3 separate regions of the Anser cygnoides genome follow, and all the other regions are linked to region 3. Evidence: chromatin contacts called from public Hi-C data. All regions are on one chromosome and are shown on one strand. Each heading gives the region's core, a stretch centred on a gene start, on an enhancer-like site or on the middle of the called end of the contact. The rest is flanking DNA. Distances are from core to core; before and after follow the strand shown.

The links. A called contact is a pair of places that touch in the nucleus more often than the background predicts.
Region 1: a Hi-C map of granulosa cells shows a contact between it and region 3, with 3 times the contacts expected there. The contact joins the enhancer-like site here to the promoter of CCND1 in region 3. A contact is called at or near these places in 3 of 7 Hi-C or Micro-C datasets (granulosa cells and liver).
Region 2: a contact with region 3 is called in a Hi-C map of liver, with 2.2 times the contacts expected there. The contact joins the enhancer-like site here to the promoter of CCND1 in region 3. A contact is called at or near these places in 2 of 7 Hi-C or Micro-C datasets (both in liver).

The regions. Positions count from the first base shown.
Region 1 is chr5:19,110,345-19,114,771 of Taihu_goose_T2T_genome, reverse strand. All of the region lies in intron 3 of LOC136790863 (a long non-coding RNA gene), which reads left to right. Among named protein-coding and RNA genes, the nearest start is that of SMIM38, 130 kb to the left of the region's middle. Within about 2 kb of position 1,306, at least 1 of the 3 cell types and tissues checked has open chromatin away from gene starts, as enhancers often do.
Region 2 is chr5:18,702,171-18,706,941 of Taihu_goose_T2T_genome, reverse strand. No RefSeq gene overlaps it. Among named protein-coding and RNA genes, the nearest start is that of FGF3, 56 kb to the left of the region's middle. Within about 2 kb of position 2,836, at least 2 of the 3 cell types and tissues checked have open chromatin away from gene starts, as enhancers often do. A contact at or near this core is called in liver, where this site is marked.
Region 3 is chr5:18,862,757-18,867,429 of Taihu_goose_T2T_genome, reverse strand. CCND1 (cyclin D1) reads left to right here and starts at 1,369. Exons shown (of 6, transcript XM_048058807.2): 1 at 1,369-2,818; 2 at 3,251-3,628. The coding sequence starts at 3,431.

The DNA.
Region 1 (4,427 bases), core at 57-2,556, 250 kb before region 3:
ACTCGCTTTATCTCTATTTGTAAACAATTGCAAAGGATCAGATTTTTCTTCTGCTTTACTCTTGTAACTAGAGCAAGTCAGATGCGTATATAACTTGGATCTGTAACCACCAGTAGACTTTCGCTTGTATTAGCTTTCAGGTTGTTTGCATTTGTTTTGTTTTGGAAAAATGTACATTCCAAGTGATCAAACCCTCAAATATTTGTTAGGAAGAGCCTTTGTTACGCCTGTCCTCAGTTATGAAAGCATGAAGTGTTTTCACAAAAAAAAAATGATCTATAAGAACGAACTATGAAAGCTATGACTGATGCTGAGAAAAGAAAACAAGTCAAACTTGTTCTTAAAAACTCCCCCATTCTTCTGGGAATTTAGGACCATTTCTTAACACATAGTAGTATGTGTAGTAGTACATATGCCCCTGTAGTACCTAGATACAACAGAAAGAATGGATTTCCTATCCCTTTTTTCCCCTCTAATTTATTGTATTCCAACACAATTTTTGTGTGAGATTTATCTGGATTATACTGACTTGCCATGCTCTTGGCAGCAGTGTTGCTTCCTATATTTAATCTTCCTTAAGACCGCTCAAATTGTTGTATTAGGCATGCCTGTTATATTCATTTTGAGTGCAGAGAAAAGGGCAGCTGCTTTAACAGTTGTCTTTTCTGTTACAGTCTTATCACAGGAGCTATAAAAATATGGATGTCTTTCAGTATGCATAATTTTATAATCATGAATAAGCTTTGTGCTGCACTGATTCTGGAGAAAATGAAAATTGCCGCTGTAGGGCTCTGTGTTGCCAGAAGCATGCGTGTACCTGCACACACAAGCACATGGCAGAGTAGAGAGAGATGTTGCAAATGTGCCTGTCTTCCTATATGCATAATATGTCCTTTAGGTGGTGCCATTGTGTTTTTTTAAGATAAGATTGCAGACTCTGAGAACATGTAGGACACGGTAACAAAAAGGACGCAGTGCACAATACATCCTTATACCCGAGGTGACTCGGAAACATCTGAGTGTACAGAGCTATCTCCACGCACAGGATGTAGTGTTGTTAGAGTAAATATAGAGCGGCTGGTGTCAACAATGAAGAAAGCAAAAGCTAGGAGAAGAATGGCAACTTGAAATAGCCAGGAATCTCTCCTTCAAAAAGCTTTCTCAGACACAGTTTAGCTTTTAAATGTTCATGTTACTGAGGAAGGAAAAGTGAAGAAATCGAGGGAAAGTACATTGCTATCAGCAACAGGGATGATCCACGCAGGCTGGATCTGAAGTGCCAGGCGACTCCAAACCCATCCCAAACCCAAGTGTGGGCATGGCGGTTGGGTTCAGGTCGCTCCAGGCTGTGGTGAGTCATGAGGAATCTTACAAGTATGCAGAGAGAAATTCCTAGGGTGGGTCTCAAAGCAAAAGTGAAATATGTTTTGTCCACATCTCAGACAATTTGTTGCTAAGTGGGCAGGCAGGGTTGCCTCATAGCAGGGATGGGGAAGGAGCAGGGAAAGCAGGAGGCTGAATGCCTGGTATCACATCTCTGGCTGGCCACTTGCTCGCTGTGCATTTTTAATACATCTCCTAAACTGCATTCAAGTTTGAAGTAGTGCTGTTTTCCTTAAAGTGATTTAACGTATTTTAGGTGCTCTGAGAATGTTGCATTAATGGGTAACACATACAAAGCGTTACTGTCGTTGTGTACATATTGTTTAGATGATGTTGTCTTAAAAATCGAGGCACCCTCTGTCCCGTGTTTTCTCACTACATACGGGTCAGAAAAGCACAAAGGTACTGTATGTCTGAAACATTTCCAGCAGCTTCCCTGGACCTGCTTCCAAAGCTCATTGAAATCTTGTTAACAGAACACTCTACCTCCCTCTGATACCTCACACTGCAAAACAGCTTTGAAGGCCTAGACTGAATAATGAAGGAAACAAGGGCATCTGGGGTCCATTATTTACCCCATTTCATAAGGCGCTTCTACAAAGTCTGCTGCCTGCCTTTTCAGATCCATGACAGAAATAAATACAAAGCCTGGAAAGAGCGAGCAAGTCAGAGTTGTCTGCTGCCCTCTCCACTGCCCCCCTCCCCTTTTCTTCCTGTTTCACAGGACACATTTGTTTCATCTCAGCTAAATGTAGTTCTCTTTCTGCCCAAGACACTTGTTCTTTCCCTTTCACAGACTGTTTATTGCAAGGAACTCCTTCTTGCTTGGGAAGATGTCTCAACACCTTTGGATGTTTCTAAAGGAGGCCAGTGTGAAGATTGCTCACTAACAGATTATTTTTTTCTTTCTTTTTTTTTTTTTTTTTTCTTGTCGAACTGACAAGGACTTGAAGACTTGACTTGCGACTGTGGCTGTGTTACAAAAACATGTGTGAAATGTCAGTAAAGTGATTCCCATCTCAGTGTGCTAATTCACAGGAGGGTATTTTAGAGTAATGGGAGTACTCTGAAATGTTAATGCATACAAAAGGCTGAAGCTGCTGTGGAGGCAACAAGGTGTGGAAATTTTTTGCAAATTCTGGAGTACCTGAGCATTTTAAAAAGGGATGGCCGAAAATGCTGCTACATTTCTTATGAAAATAAGTGGCTCTCTGGTGAAAACCTTCCAGAATGCTCGGTCAACATCAGAGCACTTGGTCTAAGCACTTAAGGCAGCTAGTATAGGTGAAGGATTGGAGTGCCTACGTAGTTACAGAGGAAATGTCAGTTGCAAACAGTTGATTGAGGAATATTTTGTGTGCGTGATTTTTTTCTGACTAGATGGTAATTTATACTGACTTCTTAGCTGCATAATTTGATGTAGTTCTCTGTATAAATATTGGCACCTCTAGCTTCTATCCACAGACTTTGAGGGGTTATACGGGGGGTGGAGCAATTATTCACGAGCTTAACCCTACATTTATTAAAGTCCTTTGTGAGAACTATCACTAAAGTTCCTTTTATTTTTATTTATTTTACCCAGATAGGACATCTCCTGCTTTAGCTGCTTCCACTTTGAATTAGCTGAACTGACAGTTCCAAATTAAGTTTGTTTCTTGAGTAAATGAATGTCTGCAAGCCATCTGAAATTGCCTTTCCTTTTGGAACAATTCAGAAATTTCAATAATGTTAATAATACCTCAAAAAAAGACCACAGCAGGATGAAAAAAATAGGAGAGTCTTTAAGTAGTTATTAATTACAGTCCTAAAACCAGCTCTAATAATAATTTATTTGTCCTAAATGAGGGCTTGGGTCTAAAAAAGAAGCCTAGACAGTGCACATCCTGAATTTTGGAGCTGCTGCAGCCTTTGCCGTTCAGTTCTAGCCATTCAAGCCATTTTCAGAAATGAGATAAGGTTTATGTTTCAGTCTCCCTGCCTATTGTTCAAGGAGTAAATGATCTTGTGTTCTCTAGTTTGGGATCAATTTTACTGGACCTTATGTGCCTGAAATGTCACCCAGAATTAATCTCTGAGGTGCAGAGGCTGTTGCTGATTTCTTTTAAGTGCACAAAGCTGCTTCCTGGTTATATTTATAAAACTAATGGGTGACTTTTTTCCTCTCAGAGAAAATGATAAATCTCGGAGTTCACCAGCATGTGTTTCAAGGGCAGTTACCAACCCATGGTCATGTGCATATCGTCTAAATAAGAGACAGAAAAATCTCCCAGAAACAGCATGAGTACCATTTATCTTTCTCCCATAATAATTTTAGGCTTAGCCAACAAAGTATCTCACAGGATATTTAGCTGACAGCCCACACCACCAGCCTCTGCTGAATCATCGTCATATTACATGTGCCATTTCTATTTCTTTTAGTATTAGAGAGTACATTGCTTTGCCACTAAAGTAACTGCCAGGCAAAATAATGAGTCATTCCTTGTAAAAAGCAAATTGAAAATTTATGTTTAATTCAACCATGACATCTCTTAGTTGGCTTTCAAGCCTCTGAGGTGCTACATAAAGATTTACCTGTCTTCAACAACATGCTACCCACCAACCACTGTTTCTTTATAAAAACAAGCCCGAAAGACAACCCAAAAAAGCCTAACACTTTCTGCCAAGCAGTAATCACATTCTGCTCTCTTGCACAGACGAGAGGAATAGAAGATTTGCCTGTCCTTAATCAAAAGCTTTTTGTTGTACTTTCGCTACCATTTTGGAGGTATATGTGAAGGCTATTCACACAAGCAATGCAAGGTGGTTTAAGACACTTCGTCCATTTCTTGCCACTGAAATCAGAACAATGGCATAGACTGCACAAGCAAAACCCAGACACTTACAGGTTAGCAAGGTTGCCTTGGACAGGGTACAGGGGACTGTAATAGTTCATGTTTGATTCTTTTATATTTGCAGGAAAATTGCATCCTTTCCGTGCTTCATTTTCACCATACTTAATGTGGAGTAAGAAGGGTATATGGAAACCAATTAGTGATATATATGAA
Region 2 (4,771 bases), core at 1,587-4,086, 160 kb after region 3:
TACTTATAAGGGAATGTTGCTGCGCTGTTGAAAATAGTCATGAAGAGGACACCTGAGATGATGACATTCGATTAAAAATAAAATATTGATCACTTGTAAATATGCATCCATGGGTTTAGCTAAACTTGACATGCATCTTAAGCCCTTTCTCCCCCCTGTATATGTGCCTTACATTTTGTAAAATCATTATCAAACCCAGTGCAATAGAATTTCCACTTCTGCAGATTTATCTGAAAAGTAGCTATTAATAGGTAGCAAAACACTTCCAAACTCCATATAGTAGCAGTTCAACCAATTCAGGTAGTGAGGCTTCCAAAGAACATTAGTCTGTTCTGGGCTTGCAGGTGTTTCTCAGGTAAAAATCGTGCTTTGAGGAATACCAGCTAACATGAACAAGGCAGAAATCAGTCATTTTCCTCATACATCTACCTAGTTAAAGGAAGAAATTTCAAGTTTCAACTTGAAAAAAGTCTGCTAAAGAAAGACAACATTTAGCTGACAAGTTGAGCCATGAGTGCGTGTATGCGTGCGCATGTGTGAAATGCAGTTCCAGCAAGACTCCCAGCTTCCTCTTACACAGATGCATTCACCAGCTCAACAAAATGCTGATTATCTTTAGTGGATTATGGATTGGGTCATTAGCATCTGTAAATGTCTGTGTCAGTTAGATGATATGACTCTATGAATTTATGCTGTGGTCAGGGATGGAAGAAAACCATCACAGAATTTCCTTTCCATGCTTGCGTGCAACTTGACTAGCCTGGAATCTTTAATAGGCAAATCAGGAGTCCTATACTAAATCATAAAATATCTCCAGTCTTGAATTAGCTGATGACTGTCAGACCAAAGTAACAGGTTTTTTCAGTAACACTGACCATTATTTAAGAAAAGTAAACCACCCTAAACGTGTTTGGCCTGCTATGTGATATTTTTTTATGATGAGAAATTGTTTCTTTTCTTCCTCCTCTTTAGATTCTTAAATAACTGTAGAATTAGTCATATGCAGCTGCCTGATTACACATGTACAGTGCTTATATGATAAGATCTTAAGTTTATATTACAAGTTATATTTGATGGGAACTGGGCACTTCCTTCCATGAAGGCTTCTTGGAAAATTCTAGTTTTTGTCTGAAAAAATAAAGTTTCCAATACTTTTCAAATAGATATAATTAACATATATGTTTTCTTTAAAAAAAAAAAAAAAAAAAAACTAAAATGATATGTGAAAAAAAGCCTATGATTTAAAATATTTTCCATGGTATATGTTAGAAAAATTTTTGAAAAGAAAAAAGAAGCTGGTGTTTGTGAAACAGTATTCATCCATAGTCCAGATTGCTGTTCACTTTGGGTGTGTGGATGATGGGGGAATACCTGTTTCCATTCTCTACCAGCCAGTCTTTCAGGCTGAGAAGTTCTCAGGCACTTTTGAAGAAATTCAGGGTGGATATCCGTGAAAGTGTATTTAGAGTACCTGAGGAACTAATGTCTTGGCGCAACACCAAAGTAGAGCAGCAGTATAGCACAGTTTGTGGAACAGGCTCAAAAATTTTAGCATTTTCTTACTGCAATTGTTTCATTCTCTTTTGCTCTGGGCACCTTCCCTTACAGTCTAAACAAAACTGCCAGGGATTAGGTTGAATCAACTAGCTGCTAATATTTTAATCCTTTTGCTGCTCATTGACCATAGCTGAACTAAGCGCTGGTCAAGTGCCATGTCACTAGTTCAATGGAATTCAGACTTTGGCACTCTGAAAAAAGCAACAGATGTGCTTTAATGATTATCTAATAACTTGTATTTTTTTTTAGTTTGCTGTGCTGATGAAATCTAATCTCATTGACCCAACAGACAAAACCGTAACAATAAGAACTTTAATGGCAAGACAAAGGACCTGAACAATACCACACTTTGGCTAGAGTCCAGAAATCAAAGCCCTACAAAATGTACTGGGAGCAACAAGCAGGTTGACTTCCATTCCATGAGCAGCTATAAAAATTAGCAATACATTATGGGAGTTAACTGCAGGACTATGACTTCAACTTGCCTTCAAATGAGCATCTGAAAAAATAGTAATAAACTACTTCTCAGATTCACGGATTGGGAACAAGGGCTGAACTCGTTGATTTCCACCAGGGTTTTAATGGGACTAAAATATCTACATGCTTTAGTCGACCTGGTACAAACTTTTTAAACACCAGAACTCGTCTGGCAGTCTTTGCAGCAGCATACACAGCTGTAAACAGATAATGTTTCAGAATTGTCTGTTAGCTTATGCTGTCACTGCTATACAGCAAATCTTCTTTTGCTATACAGTGAAATTCTTGCTTATGAAAATCTTCAAGAGACCTTTAGAAGAGTGAATAGAAGCAACTCTCTATAAGATAACTTTCACTCATCTGCCACATGGCAGGATATTTGTAATATATTCTTTTCTGTCTGAAAATACTGTCCTTAACTGTTGTGGAGCTAATCTCTTCCCTCAGGAATGCCTGGATTAGTTTAGCAGTGATACTGCAGTTATACAATTATATTGCTAAATAAGATGATTAAATGTTTTCTTCAGCCTCACATGGCTGAAGTGACTTAATAATTTTGTACTATATGGTGTTAAGCAATGACAACAACCTAAGAATCAAATCTAAGCAGGTATATCTGGACTTAAAGATTGGAGGCCCTACTTGAATCAAAAAAGTCTTTGAGTCTATTTATCTTCAGGGCTTGTGTTCTGTAGGTATACTTGTGTGGAAAGCCATTTTCCTAGTGATTCCTCTTTCCTAGCTGTATTTCCTCTGCTTTATCCGGGTTGAATTTGATCTAGCTATCTCTGTCTGGAAACTACTCTAATGTAGGCTTTGTGATATCCTATTTATATCACTGGGGACATTAATGGCAAATGGGACACATTAGGAAGTGTCACAAGTGAGTTTTCAGATGTTGAGGCCATGACTTCCCTATCTCTCCAAATGACAGCAAGTAAATATTTTGAGGTAGGGAACCTAGATAGAAGTCTTTGATCTCTATGTGTGCCCTGCAGAAGCTTCTGGAGCAGACATCAGTCATGCTAATAGACAGCTGTCAGAGGAAACGATGTCACCCATAATTGGCAGTACCCTTCTCTGAGTGCTGAAATCTGGCTAAGAAGATGAAAATGATCATTCTGTCTTCTGCAGGCTTCAAGGGAAAGGGAAAGGGGAATTAAACTTACTGGCATCTCTGAGCATTTTTATTGACAGTGTTGCTGTCAGAGGGGACTGACCGAAAGATCAGAGATGACCTGATTGACCGGATGTAGGTTGTTGTTTTAGTTTTAGCTTCTGTGAATCCTATGTGCTTTTGGAGTCACCAGAGATAAGAGGAGGAAAATGCACAGGAGGGAAATGACCTACCTTGTTGGACCTAACAATCACTCCAGCAGGAAATTTTGTTGATGTGAAGTTAGGAACCTTTAACCCTATTCAGCAAAGCTTTGGCCCATGGCATTTAATGGACATTCTGTGTTGCTAAGCAAAGAGCTATGAAACCTCAGTGATGACTACTACAAATGAAGGTATATGTTCCTCTTTCTATATTTCCAAGAGACTAATCCAGCTTTCCATGTACTCTGTAATCAATCAGTGAGCTTCAGTGATCGATCAGTGAGTTCAGGGAAAGTCTGTGACCCAAAGGCTTGTGGCCGGAGCCACAATATTAGAAATCCTCAACAGTTCTGCTGGCCAAAAATGAATCGAGCTATGGGGTTCAGCTCCAGGTTAGGACCAGGGTTACCTCATTCAGGTCTTGGTGTTATTAGGGTGTGCAATGCGTGCAAACTTTGCAAATAATTTCACCTCTGAATGTAACCATTCCTCAAACTGTGAAACTGAAGTGCTCCCCTAATTTATAAAGTTTCTTGCTGAACTTTATTTAGGCATCTCAGTTGTCCAGAATTTATATCAAAATCAATACGAGTGGGCATATCTGTCTTTTTTAACTAGCTCCATACTCTCCGTATGAACAGATGTTACCAGCACCCTGGTTTAAGCTTCTTTAATCAGCAGGGCAGGGGGCATTAGAGCTCCAGTCATTAGAACAGGTACAAGACTTTTTAATTTTCTCTTCATTCTGCAGAGAAAATTTATCTATTTTGCCAAAACTATGGTCATACAGCAATAACACATCCTTTGCTGTAAATTTGATCCTTGAAGGTAGCATTGGTTCTTGGAGCGTTGGGTTTGTTTTAACAAATTCTCTTCATGTTTTTCTGTCAACTTCTATTTTTTCTGTCAAACTCTAGTTTCCCATCTCTCCATCTCTGTGGCTTTGAAGCTTATCCCTGATAAAAGACAGCACTTATGTCAAAATACACTAATGTCATTTTGACACAGAAGTGCACAGCCTGGAAGCCATTTCACTTGGCAGAATTATCTCCTTTGGCAGACTGACCACAGCTGAGCTGAGCTGCTGGGCACTCATGTGTGTTTGTCCCACTCTTTTTGTCAGAGGTAAACCCTTGGGACTTTCATCAGCTCACATGAAATAAACAGCAGTGCAAATAATGCTGAAAAAACTTGCTAGTCTGAGACTGTTTTCTGGGAAACAGTTTCTTGTTAGTTTTGGGGAGTTAACTCGGCGCACCAGAATAATCAAGGGAAATGAGTTACAATGCCAGACACAGCACTTGCTCCTTTCTCCCCTTTTCTTCTGCTAAAGCATGTTTTTAGTGAATGAAGGTGATAAACAGTTTGAGATTACTACCAATCATCTCCTTGGAGTTTCTGAGTAACTGTTGTGCTC
Region 3 (4,673 bases), core at 120-2,619:
AGCTCTGTCGGCGGGATATCCCAAATCCTGTCCTTAGTCACTCCTAGCGCCCGGCGCACCGCTTCCTGGCGAAGCAGGCGTCCTTCGCTCCTCAGCCTCGCTTCTCAGCCTCTGACAGAGGACGCGGAGCGGTAAGAGGCACGCTCTGCGGGTCCCCGCGGCCACCCCACCTACATCCAACAGCCTGCTCCAAGGCACTCCCACACAGGCAGACGGGCTCCCCAGCGATGGGACCGCTCCTGCAGTCAACACAAAGCCGAGAGCATCCAGCCCGCGTTCGCCGGGCACCAGGTGCTGACAGAGGCCCCTCTCCCCCTGTGCCCAAGCCGGGTGAGCGAGAACCCGCACGTCGCCGCGGGGCCGGTGCGCTGCCGGGGCGGGGGCGGCAGGGCGGGGCGGGGCGGGGCGGGGCAGGGCGGGGGGCTGCGGGGCCGAGCGCCCGGCCCCCACGGCCAGCGGCCCGTGGCACCCCGCCGGCAGGTGCGCGGGCAGGGAGGCGCGCTCCCGACAGCCCGGGGGAGAGGGGCGGGAGGCGCGTGCCCGCGGCCCGGCGGCACGCCAGGAATGCGCGCGCCCGCGGCTTCCCTTTGTCAGAGGCGGCGGCGGCGCGCGGGGCGGGGTGACGTCATGAGAAAGTGCCGGAGAGGGGCGGGGCGGGGCCGGGGAGGAGCGGGGCGGGGCGGCGGCACCGGCACCGGGAGCGGGACCGGCACCGGCACCGGCACCGGCACCGGGGCGGGAGGGAAGGGAGCGAGCGCCGCCGGCAGCCCCAGCGCGCTACCAGCGGGGCAGGGCGCTGACTGACTGACCGACTGACTGACTGACAGCCCCGGGCTCGGTCCGACGGACCGGCCCCTGGCCGTGGGCGGCCGTTGAGGGCCGTTAGGAGGCCGTTAAGAGGCCGTTAGGGCGCCGCCCCCCCCGCCCGGCGGGCAGGTAGCGGCGGGGCGGGACCCGGCCGGGCAGGTGCGGGGCGGCCCCGGGCGGGGAAGGGCCCGGGGGCCGCGGAGCCCCGCGGGGAGCCCAGCGGCGGCGCGTGCGGCGCTCGCCCCCCGGGCCGGTCCCCTTTGTGTCGGCGGGACCGGGCGGCGAGATCTGCCCGGCCCGCCCGGTAACAGCCCGGCGCCGCCATTGGCCCGTGCTAATGGGCGCTTCCTGCGGCCGCGCCGCCCCGCGCCGCGCCGGGGGCTCCCCCGGGCCCCGCGCCAACGCCGCTCCCGCCGGCCCCGGCCCCGGCCCCGCGTGTGAGCGGAGCGCCGGCTCCTGAGGGGTGGCCGGGGGGGGCTCGGCACCCACCCGCAGCGGGGCCGGGGCTGCGGGCACCTCCGGGCTGCTGCGGGGGGCAGGCAGCGGGAGCGCTCCCCGGAGGCGGCTCCTGCCGGCGCCCCCAGCCAGCCGCTCGCTCCGGAGGCGTTGGGAGCTTAAATGGGCTCCCTGAGTTGACTAAACGGGATCCCCGAGTTGTGCGTCGTGGGCAGGCTGAGTTCAGGCCTGCGACTGCAGGGTCACCACGTGCTGCTTTATTAAAAATCGAAACCTCCCCGGCCTCCGTACGCTGCGAGAGCAGAGCTGCGTGTCCCGCGTACGCAGCCAACAGCCAGGCGCGGGGGCAGGCATGGGGAGCGGCCGAGAAACCCCCCGGGTCGGCCCCACAGGCTGCCGAGCGCGAGGGGAACTGAGCTCCGTGGGCCTCGCACGCGGGCGAAGACAAAATGGAGACGAGCGGTCACGCACAGCACTGAGCTAGGACGGCGGGCAGATACTCCGTGCAGAGAGGTTACGTAAGCACGCAGCCGTGCACCAACATGCCCTGTGAGCCTTGGCACCGCTTCCCCCGAGGTCATGCACTGGAGATGCTGCGCGGCCCCGCAGCGTGCGTGCTGCAGCCGTGAGACCCCCGGCGCCGCCGCAAAGCCCGCCGGCAACGCTTCGGCGAGCGCCGTGCCGCGGGTGGGTGCCCCCAAGGTGGGATCAGCCCGGAGCTGATGTCTGTGCTCAGGGTGGGCCCACGCAAGGCAGCGTGAGCCCCCGTTGTTCATGGCCTTCCTGCTCTGCTTTGGGCCCAGCCGTTTCTCCCGCGGAGCAGCCGGGTTGGCTTCGCCTCTGGTATTTTCCAGTGGGCCCCGAGCTCCCCTATCAGCCCGTGGAAAAGCGAGGAGTAGTTTAAAGGAGGCTTTTTACCAGAAACAAAGCAAAGCGAGGCGTTCTCAGGTACAGGCAGCCCGGCGGGGCTGGGGGCCGGGAGTTATTTACGGCGGGGCCGTGCGGCCGCACGTCACGCGTGGACAGGCTGTCCTCGCCGCATGGCACGGCGCAGCACGGCACGGCGGCCCTGGTGGGCACGGGTGGCTGCTGGCACCCCCCCCCCCCCGGCTCATCTCCCCGTAGGTGCCGGGGGAAGCCCTGGCCACCATTTTGCTGCTCTGCTGGGATATTTTCTTCTGGGTGGCTGTGTGCGGTGGGGGTGGGGTGCTGAGCGCGGCCTGCCCGGCGTGCGCTGCCACTCGCCGCGGCTGAGTCGGCTATCACCGTGTCCCCTGCCACCCCCGTGCCCCTTCGGGAGGGTAAAACCTTGAAAGTGAAAGGGGAGGCGTGAAGGAAGGAAGGAAGGGCGAAGCACCGTCTTTGCAGGAGGGGGGGAGACCCCAACTCCTTTAAATTTCTGACCCGCAGCAAAATCATCGAGGGGCTGGGGAGGAGGAGAAAAAAAAAAAAAAAGAAGAATGAGGAAACAGGAGAAAGCTGTTCCCTTGGGATCGACTACAAAGGCTGCACGTCCAGGTCGGGAGCGCGTGTGTTTAAAGGACAGATATTCCAGGTACGCATCGGTGAGGGCAGGCACGATAATTGATAAGGGAGAGCGAGGCGCTGGTGCTGCCCGGCTCCCCCTCCTTGGCGCCCCCCGTAAAATAATACCAACCACGTCTCCCTGTATTTATATCCATGTGTGCCTGTGTGTGGCCTAGCCCCATTCATCATTTGGCTCCCACTGCAGAACTCTCTCCATTTTTAAAATTATGCATGATACACTGAAGAGACAATTTGGGTTTCCCCCACCTCTCCCTTGCCCTTGAAGAAAGCAAGCCCTTGTCTCATTTGCATTTGCATTAAAACCCTGCTCTCTATAAGCTAAGCAAAGGGGAAGGACTTGAAGCCTATGGGATGGCTTTAGGGCTCTGCCCCTTGCTTTTGGCTCTCTCTCTCTCTCTTTCTCATTCTCTCTCGTGCTTTGATCTCTGCTTAACAACAGTAACGTCACAGGGACTATACACGAGTTTTGTTGGAAGTTAGAAAGTTTTGCAGCCTCCAGAGGGCTGTAGCGGCAGTAGCAGAAGCAGCATCCAAGGGACTCCTGGAAGGGGAAGAGAGAGAGCGAGCGAGAGACTGACTCAGTCCTTGAGAAAACTGACTCGAGACGAAGGAGGCAGACATGGAACATCAGCTGCTGTGCTGCGAGGTGGAGACCATCCGACGAGCCTACCTGGATGCCAACCTCCTCAACGACAGGGTGCTGCAGACAATGCTCAAGGCGGAGGAGACCTGCTCGCCCTCGGTGTCCTACTTCAAGTGCGTGCAGAAGGAAATCTTGCCATATATGAGGAAAATAGTTGCCACTTGGATGCTGGAGGTCTGTATGCTCCGGGGGGTTCTGCGCCGCTCCCCGCCGCCCTCGCCCCCCGCGCTCAGCCCCGGCGCTGCCCGCCTCGCTCCGGCTGCGGCTGCGGCTGCGGGGCCGGGGCTGCCCGCAGCGGCCCCGGGGCCTCCCCCGGCGGGGCGGCCGCGCACCCCCTGCCCGCGGGGGCCCCGCTCCGCCGGCGGCCGTGCGAGGGGAGCCGGGGCTGAGCGCGGCCGGAGGCGGCCCCCGCCCGCCTCCGCTCCCGGCCCGACGGGCAGCCCCGGGCCGGCCCCGCCGCGCAGCCCCCGGGCGGCGGGACGCGCCGCCGGCTGAGCGCTGCCGGGGGGTTTCTTTAAAATTAATATCCCTGTACACGTATGCAAGCGCTGCCCGTGCCAGTATTACGCGCCATCTTTGTTCTTTTATTGCAAAGCAAAAAGTGTTTATTAATCGGCAGAAAATTAGAAAGTCCCGGGGAGCGCGCCAAGGGCGGCCGGGCGGGCGGGGGGAGCGGGGCCGGGGCCGGGGGAGCGGGGCCGGGGGCCGGGGGGACCCCGCCGGGGCTGCGGGCAGGGGCACGGCCGGAGGGGCTGCGGCGGCCCCCGGGGAGCGGCGGGGTGAAAGTTTCTTTGTTCGGCGCCGAGGGCGGCCGGAGCCGCGGTGCCCCCTCCGCGGCGCGCCTGTGCCGCGGCAGCGAGCCCGGCTGCGAGGTCGGCCGGGCAAAGCGGGGGGGAAAGGCCCTCGGGCCGGGGCGCGACGGGGCCGGGGGGGCTCCCGGCGGGAGCCCCAGAAGCCGGGCTACATTTTCGTGCCTTTTCGGCGGCCCTGGGCGCCCGCGATCTATTTTTAATTAATTTTTGAAAGCGCAGCGCCCTGCCTCGCTCTGCGAAGCGTCGCGCCCGGCCGCGCCGCGGGGCGGGAGAGGGAGGCGGCGGATTTCACTTCGGGGAGCCCCCCCGGAGCCCCCCCGGCGGGCCCCCGGCACCGGGCTCGGTAAAGGACCCCCGCCGCTTCGTTTCGGCCTTTTTTCGGAGCCCGGGGGATTTTTTAAATATTT